Linked DNA regions of Mus musculus: all the other regions are linked to region 4. The links are chromatin contacts, called in public HiChIP or PLAC-seq and promoter capture Hi-C maps. All regions are on one chromosome and are shown on one strand. Each heading gives the region's core, a stretch centred on a gene start, on an enhancer-like site or on the middle of the called end of the contact. The rest is flanking DNA. Distances are from core to core; before and after follow the strand shown. Region 1 has its middle 6.6 kb from the start of Gm41610. Region 2 overlaps Dlgap1 (DLG associated protein 1). Region 3 overlaps Dlgap1 (DLG associated protein 1). Region 4 holds the start of Akain1 (A kinase (PRKA) anchor inhibitor 1).

Region 1 (2,700 bases), core at 49-2,548, 1.4 Mb before region 4:
ATTTATAGTAGAGATCAAGATGCCACAAATATATACATCTTTCTTCACATTTTTGTAAAGGCTTTATAAATTTCAAAATAACATTGCTGCAGAGTTTTTCTAACATTTTCTGTAAATCCTGGATAGCAGTGAAATGTCAGAATAGGAGTTGGGTGTGGTTCAATGACTCCAAGCGTTCTTAAAGTCCAAGGTTCATTTCCAAATACTACATGTGTAAACATAGAAACACAAAGTCAGATTGACTTAAAAGTAATAGTCTATCTATTGCACACCTTATATTGCCACTTATCACATTATCTTATTTATTGGGCACCTTATGTACAGTCGTTTAGACTTCACAACCCTAGTGAGAGGTGTTGTTACTGCTGTACAGGGGGAGGAAGCTGGCTGGCTGGTGAGTTCAGCCTGTCTGAGGCTATGGGCTGTAATGCAGCCCTCAATCCCCAGCAGATTCTGCATGCTGTGCGAGCACTGCATTTGAAATCAAATGACTTGCAAAGAGATAACCCCAAAAAACAAATGAACAAAACCACCCTATACTCTAAAGGATTTTGGAGTTGCCTTGGCAAATGATCGTTTATAATTTTATTTTCTAAATACCTCTATCCTCTGTTGTCTACCAAGTTACCCCTTCTCCATTTTCCTTTTGACCACATCTGCTCCTTAGGAAGACTCGAGGCACTGCCGAGTCCTCGGGGATTTCCTAAGTCTCATTAACTACAAAGAGTCTGACACAATGAACTCCTGTGCGCTCTCCGCAGCTTCTCGGTGTATTAACACCCAACTATACATAACTTTTCACTTTCTTTTCTAGGCATCAGCTCTCTGAGCCCACGGGCTTTGTTTTCCAGTGTGTTTGTTTTTATTCTGACCCTTTAGGGCTACTCTTTAAAAAACAAAACAAAACAAAAAACCCTATCAATACTATGGCTTTTAATAGGGATGAAAGGGACAACGCTGCGTAAAGGGGCCGGCGCAATTTTATGATAAAACCATTCATTCCTCTCCCAATCTCAACTCATCCATCCATTTTTGAAAAGGGGTTGCTTGTGGATTAGAGCGGAGGGGGGAGGGCTCTAGTGGCGTAAAGATCAACGTTAAAAATAAATATCTCTACGCAAAGAAAACAGACCACGCCTTTCCCCTCCGACCCAGACAGAACCTAAGTACTTTGCCTGGGCAAGCTTTTTGAGAGGCTCACCTCCCGGCAAGATGAGCCGGTTTGCTGTGGCGCTGCTCTTCCCAGGCAGGTGCTGCGCGGGCTCGCCAGCTCCCTGTTAATTTGAGCCCGCAAAGGGACCTTTGATCAACGTGCTCACAGCCTGCAGGCTTCCCGAGCTGGCTCCCGGCGACTTCAAAAGAGCTGTAAAACCGACTGTAATCTCGGCCTTCCTGTTTCTGAGGCTCCCACCCCCACCCCGCCCCCTGGGTCCGCACACAAACGCCAAGCTTCGCACCGGACTATTGTCCTCGGTCCGCAAGGTGCAGCCACTGCCAGCCCCGTGTGCCATTTGCAGAGGGCTGGGCCAACTGCTAACTCAGATTTCTTCGTCCAGAGGAGGACCTGACTCGAGCTCCTTTGCGGAGAAGTGGAGATGGGCATATCATGTAATGCTTGCTGGCGGAAGGTGATGTGAAAAGCCCCAGTTTGAGGGAACTCTATACCAGGAAGGCAGTGGTTTGAAATTTTGATACAGAAACTACAAAACTAACCAACAGAGTCAACCAGTCTGTCTGACTATCTATCTATATCTATCTATCTATCTATCTATCTGGTTTGAGACTAAGTTTCTCTCCGTGTGTGTGTGTGTGTGTGTGTGTGTGTGTGTGTGTGTATGTATGTATGTATAAATGAATGTATGCATCTATCTTTTCTATTTATCTTATCTACCTACCTACTTATCTGTGTTTTGAGACAAGTTTCACTCCATGTATGTATGTATATATGTATGAATATATGCATCTATCCTATCTATCTATCTATCTATCTATCTATCTATCTATCTATCTATCTATCTATCTTATCTGTGTTTTGAGACAAAGTTTCACTTTACAGACCTAGCTGGCCTCAAGGTCCACATTCTCCCTGCTGTCTTCCGTCTCCACATCCCGCTAGTAGTCCTTTCTATTCTCAAATTTTAGTTCCTGCTTGCCTTTGGATTTTCTTGGTTCTGGGATCTTAATCCCATTTGGGATTCAAGAATGATTTTTAAAAACTTGACACGTATTTTGTGTGTGCTGAGGGTGCACATGTAGGCAAGTGTCTGGAGGAGTACACTGGGAACTGCCAGGTATCTCCTTCATCTTCTTTAGGAGGTTGAACTCAGGTCACTGGTTGGCACCTTCTGTCTCCCTGGCTCTGATTTACTGATGGCTTATGTTGTGATAGCGCGGGTGTGGAGGTAGGAGGAAGAACTATTTGTGTAGCAAGCTTTTTGTCCTTTTTATATGGTACTAGGGCTTGAACTCAGGACCTGGTCAGTTCGAGGCAAACCTTTTCCTTGGAGCTACGTAGAGCCTTCTAAGGAATATTATTCAGAATCTTTGAAAAGCTTAATTTCTTTATGTAAGATTTGGTATTTAAAACAATACCACTCTCCACCAATCTCCCCACCCCTCCCCAAAATCCCACGAACTTCAAAGTTGTTGAGAATCACAGAAGGTAAACTGAGCTCTCAGAGGGAGAAGACGGTGATAGCA
Region 2 (2,700 bases), core at 175-2,674, 1.1 Mb before region 4:
AAACAAAGAGAACATACAAAGAACGTCAGTAGCTAGACATTTATACCTTGAAAACCTTCCACACAATAATTTGAATTGATTTCCTAAATTTAGAGCTCAACTCTCTTCCCTAACACCCTAAAACAAATGCAGCCATCATGCCCATTATACAGAATAAGAAACAAAAGCATCAGTAATGTAGAAATCCAGCAATAACTTCAAAGCTTGGCTGAGCGGGTGAAGCCCACGTTTCGATCGGTTAGACTCTACTGCCCCCTACAGGAAAGTACACGGGACAATAAGCCTACAGCTCTGTAGAAGCCGTGGTTCTTGATGGATTCTATTGAGTCACTCTAGATGTAGGTCGTCAGGATCTCTTGGGTTGGTGCCAGAAATCCTCAGGTTTTCAGACCCCTTCAATGTCACTCTTATGCACAAACGTACGGGAGCTATCTCTCAACTGCAATGATTGAGAGACACTCAGTGATATAGGACTTCTAAAGGGCTTTCATACAGGCTTCCATGGGATACGGCTGTAGTCGCTTGTAGCCACGTAGATACCACGTTGTCTCATGTCAGGTAGTGTTTAGCTGCGCACAGTTCTCAGCTTCTTTGCAGCTGTTCTCATTTTCCTAATGTATATCACCCTATATATCATTGTATGCATGTGTCATTTACATATGCCATATATATGTGTCACATCACATATCCCTTTGGAAACTATAGATAACTATTGTCAGTTGTTGTCCCGGTGAAGTGAGGTGAAAGATTCTGAGTGCCAAGATTTGGATGCTTTGGGAGAAGCAGATAGTCTTCAGATTCCAGACCCTGAGCCCTCAAAGCTTTAAGTGTTGGATCTAAAGATCACATATCTAAAAAATGGATCTACCCTGCTCTGTTTGTCTTCTTTTGGACAATAATTCACCTCCAGTGAGCCATTAGAAAGCAGAAAGGATCAGTTTCTAACAGGAGGAACACAACCACTTTTTTCTGGGTCCGGAAAGAAGAGTTCAAAAATCTTATCATGGGGCTAAGGAGTTGGGTCAGCAGATAGAGACACTTGCTGTGCAAGCAGAGCATCTGAGTTCAATCCCTGGAGCCCAGAGAGGAAAGAGAGAACACATTCCTGAAGGTTGGCCTCTGATCTCCACCTACATGTGTGGCACATGTGGACATGCATTTCCACTCAGGCACTACACACACACACACACACACACACACACGCACACGCACACGCACACACACACACACACATCACACAAAAACAGTAAATAAAATGAAAATACAATATGCCCTGGGCAACCACAGAGTTACAAATTGCACATACTCACTTAGCTGACAAGGACACTTGTTTCCTATAAGCCTTTTAAAGTACAAACATGTTTCACATGTTGTCTCAGATCACCCTCCCACTTCCTCTTTGACCTCATTACCTCTGAAGACGGTAGTGCACATGAATAAGCAGGGATGTGAAAAGAGCCTTCAGGCTTTAGCAGAATGTGAGACACAGTGGGGAACAGAAAGCCCAGGCTGACAGGCCGAGTGTCCACTTGTGTCATGTCTTCTGAGATGACAATTCTTGCCAAGCCATTTCCTTTTGTCGTTTGAAGAAAGAGTAAGTAGAAGCAAATGCTTTCAGAAGTTCCTTTTATAGGATGGTCACTATAGACCCTCTATCTATGGAAGCTACAGTGTCCAGACTGTCCAGGGACATTGCGAATGGGAGGTTTACAAGGAGGAGTTCCTATTACTCAGAAAATGACAATTTAGAAGGAAATAAAAATAAGACGTTAAGCCCCTAGACAGTTAGATCAGGGGCCTGAACAATCCTGAAGGTTGATAATAAATTGTGGTTTTCAAAGGCTGCAGGAAGCAGACGTTTTCTTTCATGGTTGTTGAATAGGTCTTTGAATTAAAAGAACCAACACTAGGTCATCACACTGAGGAGTCAGGCCATTCCTAGATTAATGATCTAGAACAAGACGGGAAAGGTAAGGTAATGCCTTTTTTACTTGGATCAATGAAAAGAAGGGGGAGGGGGAGGTTCCTTACCTCATAGCTATTCTTCTGTGGCTATTGTGAAATGGTCCAATTAAAAAAATCTGATTTCATAAATCAGAGATCAAAGACCTCAAAAGCATGCATGTGTTATGCAGGCGTGTGGGAGGCCAGGTGCCTAAGCGGAGGTGAGGTGGATCCACACCCCCGTGTACAGAATAAGCCTTACTATGCTTCAAAGGTAGTTTTTCCATTTCATCAGCATGGGTTCAGCTTTCCAGTTCATGGAGAACAATGATTATAAACTCTGAAGGGACTGGAACAGTGGTCTAAGATATATGAAGTAAACATTGCGTATCTAGAAAACTCAGTATAGAAGCCTCCTTGGCTCAGACATCAAGTATGGCACAGCATTAGACTTGAAGGAACAAAGAGGAGCATCTTTAAAGGCGAGCCCTGTATTTTCTTACATTTGTAGGATCAGAGCTTCAAAAAAAAGTTCTTCTCTGTTTATGAAGGTGATTCCCCAGAGAATCCAAATTCTAGAAATAAGAAATTGGTCCAAAGAAGCATGAGGAATATATGATGCCCTCCTGGGCACCGTTCTCCCTGTTACCTCTTTTGATTGTGTTAACATTAATCAAATAACTCCCATGTCATGCTCTTTCAGTTACAGAGAGAGGGCTCAAGTGTTGAAGAATCCGCTAACTTGGAAATCATTCC
Region 3 (2,700 bases), core at 149-2,648, 1.2 Mb before region 4:
GGCAAGTGACTCTTAATGACCAGACTGGTTCCCTGAACACTGTCCCTTTCTTGCCTACATGGCACTGGCTGTTAAGACACAAGAAAACCAGAGGTAGCCACAGGAAAAGGCATTTGAAAGGCAACACTGAATGTAGGTGAAGGCACACACACCCACTGTATTTTCCCTCAGCTTTAGCTGTACAGACTTGGTGGTTTTGAAACTCAGAGGAGTAAGCTCTCATTCATCCCAGCAACAACAAAACAGTTTCTAGGAAATGCAGAGTTGTCTACTTCACAGATTTTGAACACGAGCTGTAACTGCCCATAGTACAAGGCAGGGACACACTTTCAAAGCTTTGTGAGCAAAACAGAAATGTGATCTGTGAATACACTATCACTTGAATAGAAACAGTATTTAAATGTCCACATGCATTCCGACTCAATCAATTAAGTACAAAGAGAATAATAACTAGTCTTGCTGGCTTTCCCAGTTATGCCCTTTGGGGTTGAAAAGATGAGTTCTATTCACCTGTATTAATTTCATGTTGAGGTAAATTATACTAATTTCTTGTGCTTTGGGCCATAGAGAATGAAAAAGAGAATTGTCTTAGGGTTTTTATTGCTGTGACAAAACACCATGACCAAGAGCAGGCTGGGAAGGAAAGGGTTGATTTTGCTCCCACCTTCACATCATAGTTCATCATTGAAGGAAGTCAAGACAGGAAGTCAAACAGGATGGAAACCTGGGGTAGGAGCTGATGCAGAGGCCATGGATGGGTGCTGCTTACTGCCTTGCTCACTATGGCTTACACAGTCCTCCTCCTCCTCCTCCTCCTCCTCCTCCTCCTCCTCCTCCTCCTCCTCCTCCTCCTCCTTCTTCTTCTTCTTCTTCTTCTTTTTTATAGCAATCAGGACCACCAGCCCATGGGTAGCATCATCCACCAATGAGGTGGACCATCCTACATCAATAATTAATTAAGAAAATGGTTGCCTGAAGCCCAGTCTTCCAGAGGCATTTTCCCAGTTGAGAGTCCCTCTTGCCAAAATGACTCTAGCTTGTGTCAAGCTGACCTAAAACTAGCCAGGACAATAACATTCACCTGTTGAATATGGATTAACCTCTCCGCAAGGCATCACTGAAGAGCCTTTTACTAACACATGAAAAGGGACAAAGCTTTCTGGTTAAAATGTTCTTTGCTGTGGTAGCAGCAGAATTAAAGACTGTACACTACTGAAGCAGAAAATTCCAAGATCACAATGAGTAAAGCCCACGAAACGCAAGTGCTGTGGAGCCCCGAGGGGAGAGAATTAATGCACAAAGCTCCTCTTTCAGGGGGCCAGGCTAGACTATTAAGACTCACTCTGTCCTTCCCTCTTCTGACCCCGGGAGCCCTCCTCTTCTGCTGTCTTCATGAACCGGCCTTTGTCTCCCCTCTAATGAAAGAGGCGCTTATGTTCTGTCCTGCTCTCTCTGGTGCCCAATAGAAGCCCAGTGGTGGGAAAAAATAACTGTAGGTCTAGAGGAAGACTGGAGTGTTTCCAAGGTGACGCACTCTGGTTTCCAGGACATCGCTGGAGTGTCAGTTCCAGAAAGCGCCTGAAGGGGGTGGTGCATACTGAAGAATTAGCAGTGGTTGGTGCAGCCACAGAGGAACCTTCAGGGAAAAATGCAGGGTAATTTTCTCACTCAGTTTAAAAAAAAATGTTTGTTTCATGGGTGATTTCATGAAAGAGTCAGAGGACATTAGGAACTTGAGTTTCTGTGATTATCTTTTCTAAGGCTTCCATTCGTCACATGAGGATTAAGCCTTACAGATAAGGAGTTAAACCACAAAGCTTTGGGTTTAAGTAGCTCCTGAGCAGAGTTGATGCCCAGGCTGAGATAGGGTGACCACCTGCTGTGCCGCAGAAGACTTCTAACTAGCAATGGCCAGCTTTGCTGAAAAGATAAGCATCCAATGGTAAAACAGCCCCAGACTCTCTCCCACTCCCGAAATAACATTTCTATGGTTCAGGACAAAAAATGGCCAACAGCCTTCAGAGGAAGACACAAAATTGAAAGTAGATAGAAGTATGAACGCAGTGCTGTGTTTTATTGTTTTACCATGGGGTCTGATGTAAAAGCAGCAAAGGTTTTCTTATTGCTCTCTGTCTCTGTCTCTGTCTCTGTCTCTGTCTCTGTCTCTCTCTGTGTGTCTCTGACTCCCTTCTTCCTCCCTCTCCTCCTCCTCCTCTTCCTTCTCCTCCTCCCCCTTCTCCCCCCCCCCAACCATCTCTATGTTAGGAATTCTGGCTATGTAGTCATGGTTGGCCTGGCAGTCACCCTCCCTTGTTCTCTCTCAGAATCATGTCCTATTCTTCAGTTGCTATCGTTATTCTCTCTCTCTTCTCTCTCTTACTTTCTCTCTCTCTTTTTCTCTCTCTACACACAAACACAATTTATATATTTATTTCCCTGGCATCTCTTCATTGGCCTATGTACAATTCATTTTTATAGTTTCTAAATATTTGTGGACTTTCCTATTTCTATTATTTAATTAAAGGGCAATTCTGTTGATCAGGACATATATACTGTATGTCTTAAATTATATATATTTATCATATATACATATAGTTATATGTACACACAAAGAGTGTTTAAATATATAAATATGTCCTGCTCAGTCTGTATACTGCTATTTGTGTATACGTGGTTTCAGGGCTGGTCACTAGTATTGAT
Region 4 (2,700 bases), core at 121-2,620:
GTAAAAACCAGACCCAATTCTTTCCTTTTAGAAATGCTTTCTTTTTCTTCTCCAATGTCTGTTCCCCTGCCCAGGACATTTTCAAACCTGTTTCTCAAATTAAAGACCCCCAAAGCTGACAGAGTGATGCTATGTGTTTCCTACTACCTGCTGTACACTGCCCCTAAAAAGAAGTACAGCCAAAACAAACAAAAACAAGAAGGGGAACTGCGAGAGGGAGTCAGGGCAGGCAAACTGAAAAAGAAGGTTAGAAAGATGAAAGAGAAAAACCAGAGAGAGAGAGAGAGAGAGAGAAACTTTGGACGTAGAAATGTTAACTATAAACGGGTCCACGCTTCATTCAGCCCACCACACACACACACACACACACACACACACACACACACACACCTAGGTCGAGGCCCTAGCAGAAGCACCTGAACGCGCGTGCGCGTGCACAGAGAGAGAGAGAGAGAGAGAGAGAGAGAAAGAGAGAGAGAGAGGGGGGGGAGAGGGAGAGAGAGAGAGAGAGAGGAGAGAGACTGATAAACCCGCCAACCTCAGATAAATTTGACTCTTCAACTTGTAGCCTCCAATCGCAGCAAAAGGACGAAGGTCCTTCGCCACCTGCCAGCAGAAGACGCTGCAAGCGCCCGCGGCGCCGCAGTAGCCTCTCTCCTGCTGCAGTCCCGACAGAGTTTCAGATCCAAATCCATAGGGCTAGCGCTCCTCTTCCCCTCGCCCCGCTCCCCTGCCTTCGACCTCCTCTGGAGGCCCGGAGGAAGGAAGCAGGGCACTTTGCCACTTCTAAGGAAGGGGAGGAGAGGCGGCGACAGAGACTCCCACAGAAGGAGCCCCAAGCCCTGTATCCTTCTCCCCACTCCCCGCCCGCACACCCGCGCAGGTCCGATGCTGGCGAGTGGGCCACTTGCCAAGGTGTCGGTGCTCACTCCGGGTGCCGGGATTCAGGCGGGACTGTGAGACGGAAAGGTTGGGGTTGCAGATGAGGCGGGTGTGGGAGAGGGGCGACCCGGCGGTCTCCACCCCCCGGGCCACTGCAACTCCAAAGCACGCATAGGGACCCCCGTCGTCTTAAAGGCCTTCCCTCCGGGTGCGTTCGCCTCCCGCCCCGCTCCCCGCCTGGACGTCTGCGGAAAAAGAAGATAAAAGAGTACCTGGAGCGAACACCATGACTTCCTTCAGCCGCTACACCCTTGGGTTTCTAGAGGTGGACAGACAGAGGGCGGGAGCCGACGGGGGACCGGGGAACCGCGGGGCCGGGAGCAGACGGGCGCGCAGGGTGCGGGCGGGACGGTCAGCACCTCGGACAGCTCCCTGCGCGCGGTCCCGGGCCGCGGCTCAGCGCTGGGCGCGCGCTGCCTCCACAATGCACCGCTCCGCCGGCGGGAGGAGGAGAGGCAACCCGGCTCAGCTCCTCCTCGGTCCCCGCGCCAGCTTGGCGATTCACCGCCGAAGGAGCAGGGCGCTTCTACCGCTTCCACCGAAGCAGGAAGGACGGAAGGGGAAGCCAGACAGAAAGGTAATTGCCCGGTTTCCCGGCAGGCGCACAACTAATTGCTTCTAACTACCTGCTGTCACTCACCCCCAGGGATGCCGGGCTGACATTTAAGATGAGTTTGTCCCTTTCCCCACATCGCACTAGACTTTACTCCAGAGGCTGAGTTCTTGGAGTGTGGCTGTCTCTGAACAGAGGGAGGAACCACCAAGTTAACCCGTCTTTGCTGTTCACGACTTCTCTGGCTGCCCCAGGCCTCTCAATGTCAGCAAGAGAGCTAAAAGAGAAAAACAGGATGACCTTGCAATGCATGCATGACAAGGGCGCTGCTCGCGGGTCCTGTTCCCCGTGACCACTGGGTCAACTCCCACATTTGCAGGTTCTCAAGGTCATAGCCTGAGAGGAAACGGTGTTAGTCACTGCAAAAAAAAGTACAGATGAGACATGTCTCGGACAAACTCCAACTTCTGCACGGATGAGGAAAAACATCTCTGACATTGATTACATACTTAAGAGCTTGCCCAGATCTGGTTCAGTTGGTATCTGCGCCCTTTACAGTTGGTTCCACCCTGAACAAGGACTTGCTGGATGCTCACTGCAGGCTCCTAACCCGTAGTTCACTTGAAGATATCTGTTCCCTGATTAATGTTGGTGCGGTGTAGGCAACGCTCATTAGATGCCACCAGCTTGCAACACGCGCGTGTGGGTTTCAGTGACAGAGTCAAAAACCACATAAGGATCCCCTTGCCTTGGCTTTTATCCTCCATCTCTGTAGTTGAATGGGGTTGTCCAAAACCAAAGGCAATCAGAGTTTTTGGGCATTCTTCACCTTTTCCTGGAAATAATAGCGCTGTTCTAAAAGCACAGTACTAACAATTTGATTAAAAGCCTTAAGCTCTACCCTGTTTTGGCAAACATAGGCATTTAAATAGCCAGGCTGGCACCGAGTTTGTTCAAAGCCATAATAGGTTGAAAATGTAAATAGTTTCACAAATCTTGAACTACGGTTATCATGGAGGCATCTGGGCAGCTTCAACACAACACAGTCACAAATGCTCTTAGCACCTGGTGTCATAGGAGATGAAACAGATGGGGCCTGCCTCAGCACGATGCAAATCAGCCAATGGGTAGGAAAAATACCCATGCACAAAGGGGTGGAGTCCTCTCATATGCCCAAGATACACCCAAACCCTTGGGAACAAAAA

Evidence for each region. Promoter capture Hi-C pulls out the DNA fragments that hold promoters and counts their contacts. HiChIP or PLAC-seq counts read pairs in DNA pulled down with a chosen protein or histone mark.
Region 1: an H3K27ac HiChIP or PLAC-seq map of embryonic stem cells shows a contact between it and region 4, with 5 times the contacts expected there. The contact joins the enhancer-like site here to the promoter of Akain1 in region 4. A contact is called at or near these places in 2 of 39 promoter capture datasets (liver and stem cell-derived epiblast-like cells), 4 of 115 datasets of contacts at active chromatin or transcription factors (astrocytes and embryonic stem cells) and 1 of 9 other capture datasets (embryonic stem cells).
Region 2: a promoter capture Hi-C map of the HPC-7 cell line shows a contact between it and region 4. The contact joins the enhancer-like site here to the promoter of Akain1 in region 4. A contact is called at or near these places in 8 of 39 promoter capture datasets (the C10 cell line, the HPC-7 cell line, cranial neural crest and 4 more) and 3 of 115 datasets of contacts at active chromatin or transcription factors (SST interneurons, embryonic stem cells and forebrain).
Region 3: a promoter capture Hi-C map of hippocampal neurons shows a contact between it and region 4, with 4 times the contacts expected there. The contact joins the enhancer-like site here to the promoter of Akain1 in region 4. A contact is called at or near these places in 6 of 39 promoter capture datasets (the 3T3-L1 cell line, the HPC-7 cell line, embryonic stem cells and 3 more), 1 of 115 datasets of contacts at active chromatin or transcription factors (astrocytes) and 1 of 9 other capture datasets (embryonic stem cells).

Annotation. Positions count from the first base shown.
Region 1 is chr17:70,833,304-70,836,003 of GRCm38.p6, reverse strand. No RefSeq gene overlaps it. Among named protein-coding and RNA genes, the nearest start is that of Gm41610, 6.6 kb to the left of the region's middle. Within about 2 kb of position 1,298, at least 129 of the 459 cell types and tissues checked have an H3K27ac peak or open chromatin away from gene starts, as enhancers often do. A contact at or near this core is called in embryonic stem cells, liver and stem cell-derived epiblast-like cells, where this site is marked.
Region 2 is chr17:70,524,910-70,527,609 of GRCm38.p6, reverse strand. All of the region lies in intron 2 of Dlgap1 (DLG associated protein 1), which reads right to left. Among named protein-coding and RNA genes, the nearest start is that of Gm46581, 81 kb to the left of the region's middle. Within about 2 kb of position 1,424, at least 8 of the 459 cell types and tissues checked have an H3K27ac peak or open chromatin away from gene starts, as enhancers often do. A contact at or near this core is called in the HPC-7 cell line and forebrain, where this site is marked.
Region 3 is chr17:70,632,534-70,635,233 of GRCm38.p6, reverse strand. The region is part of intron 3 of Dlgap1 (DLG associated protein 1); the gene reads right to left. Among named protein-coding and RNA genes, the nearest start is that of Gm46581, 27 kb to the right of the region's middle. Within about 2 kb of position 1,398, at least 44 of the 459 cell types and tissues checked have an H3K27ac peak or open chromatin away from gene starts, as enhancers often do. A contact at or near this core is called in astrocytes and hippocampal neurons, where this site is marked.
Region 4 is chr17:69,437,996-69,440,695 of GRCm38.p6, reverse strand. Akain1 (A kinase (PRKA) anchor inhibitor 1) reads right to left here and starts at 1,370. Exons shown (of 2, transcript NM_001145192.1): 1 at 1,155-1,370. The coding sequence starts at 1,170. It overlaps A930029G22Rik (a long non-coding RNA gene), which reads left to right and starts at 456. Exons shown (of 2, transcript XR_003952217.1): 1 at 456-1,519.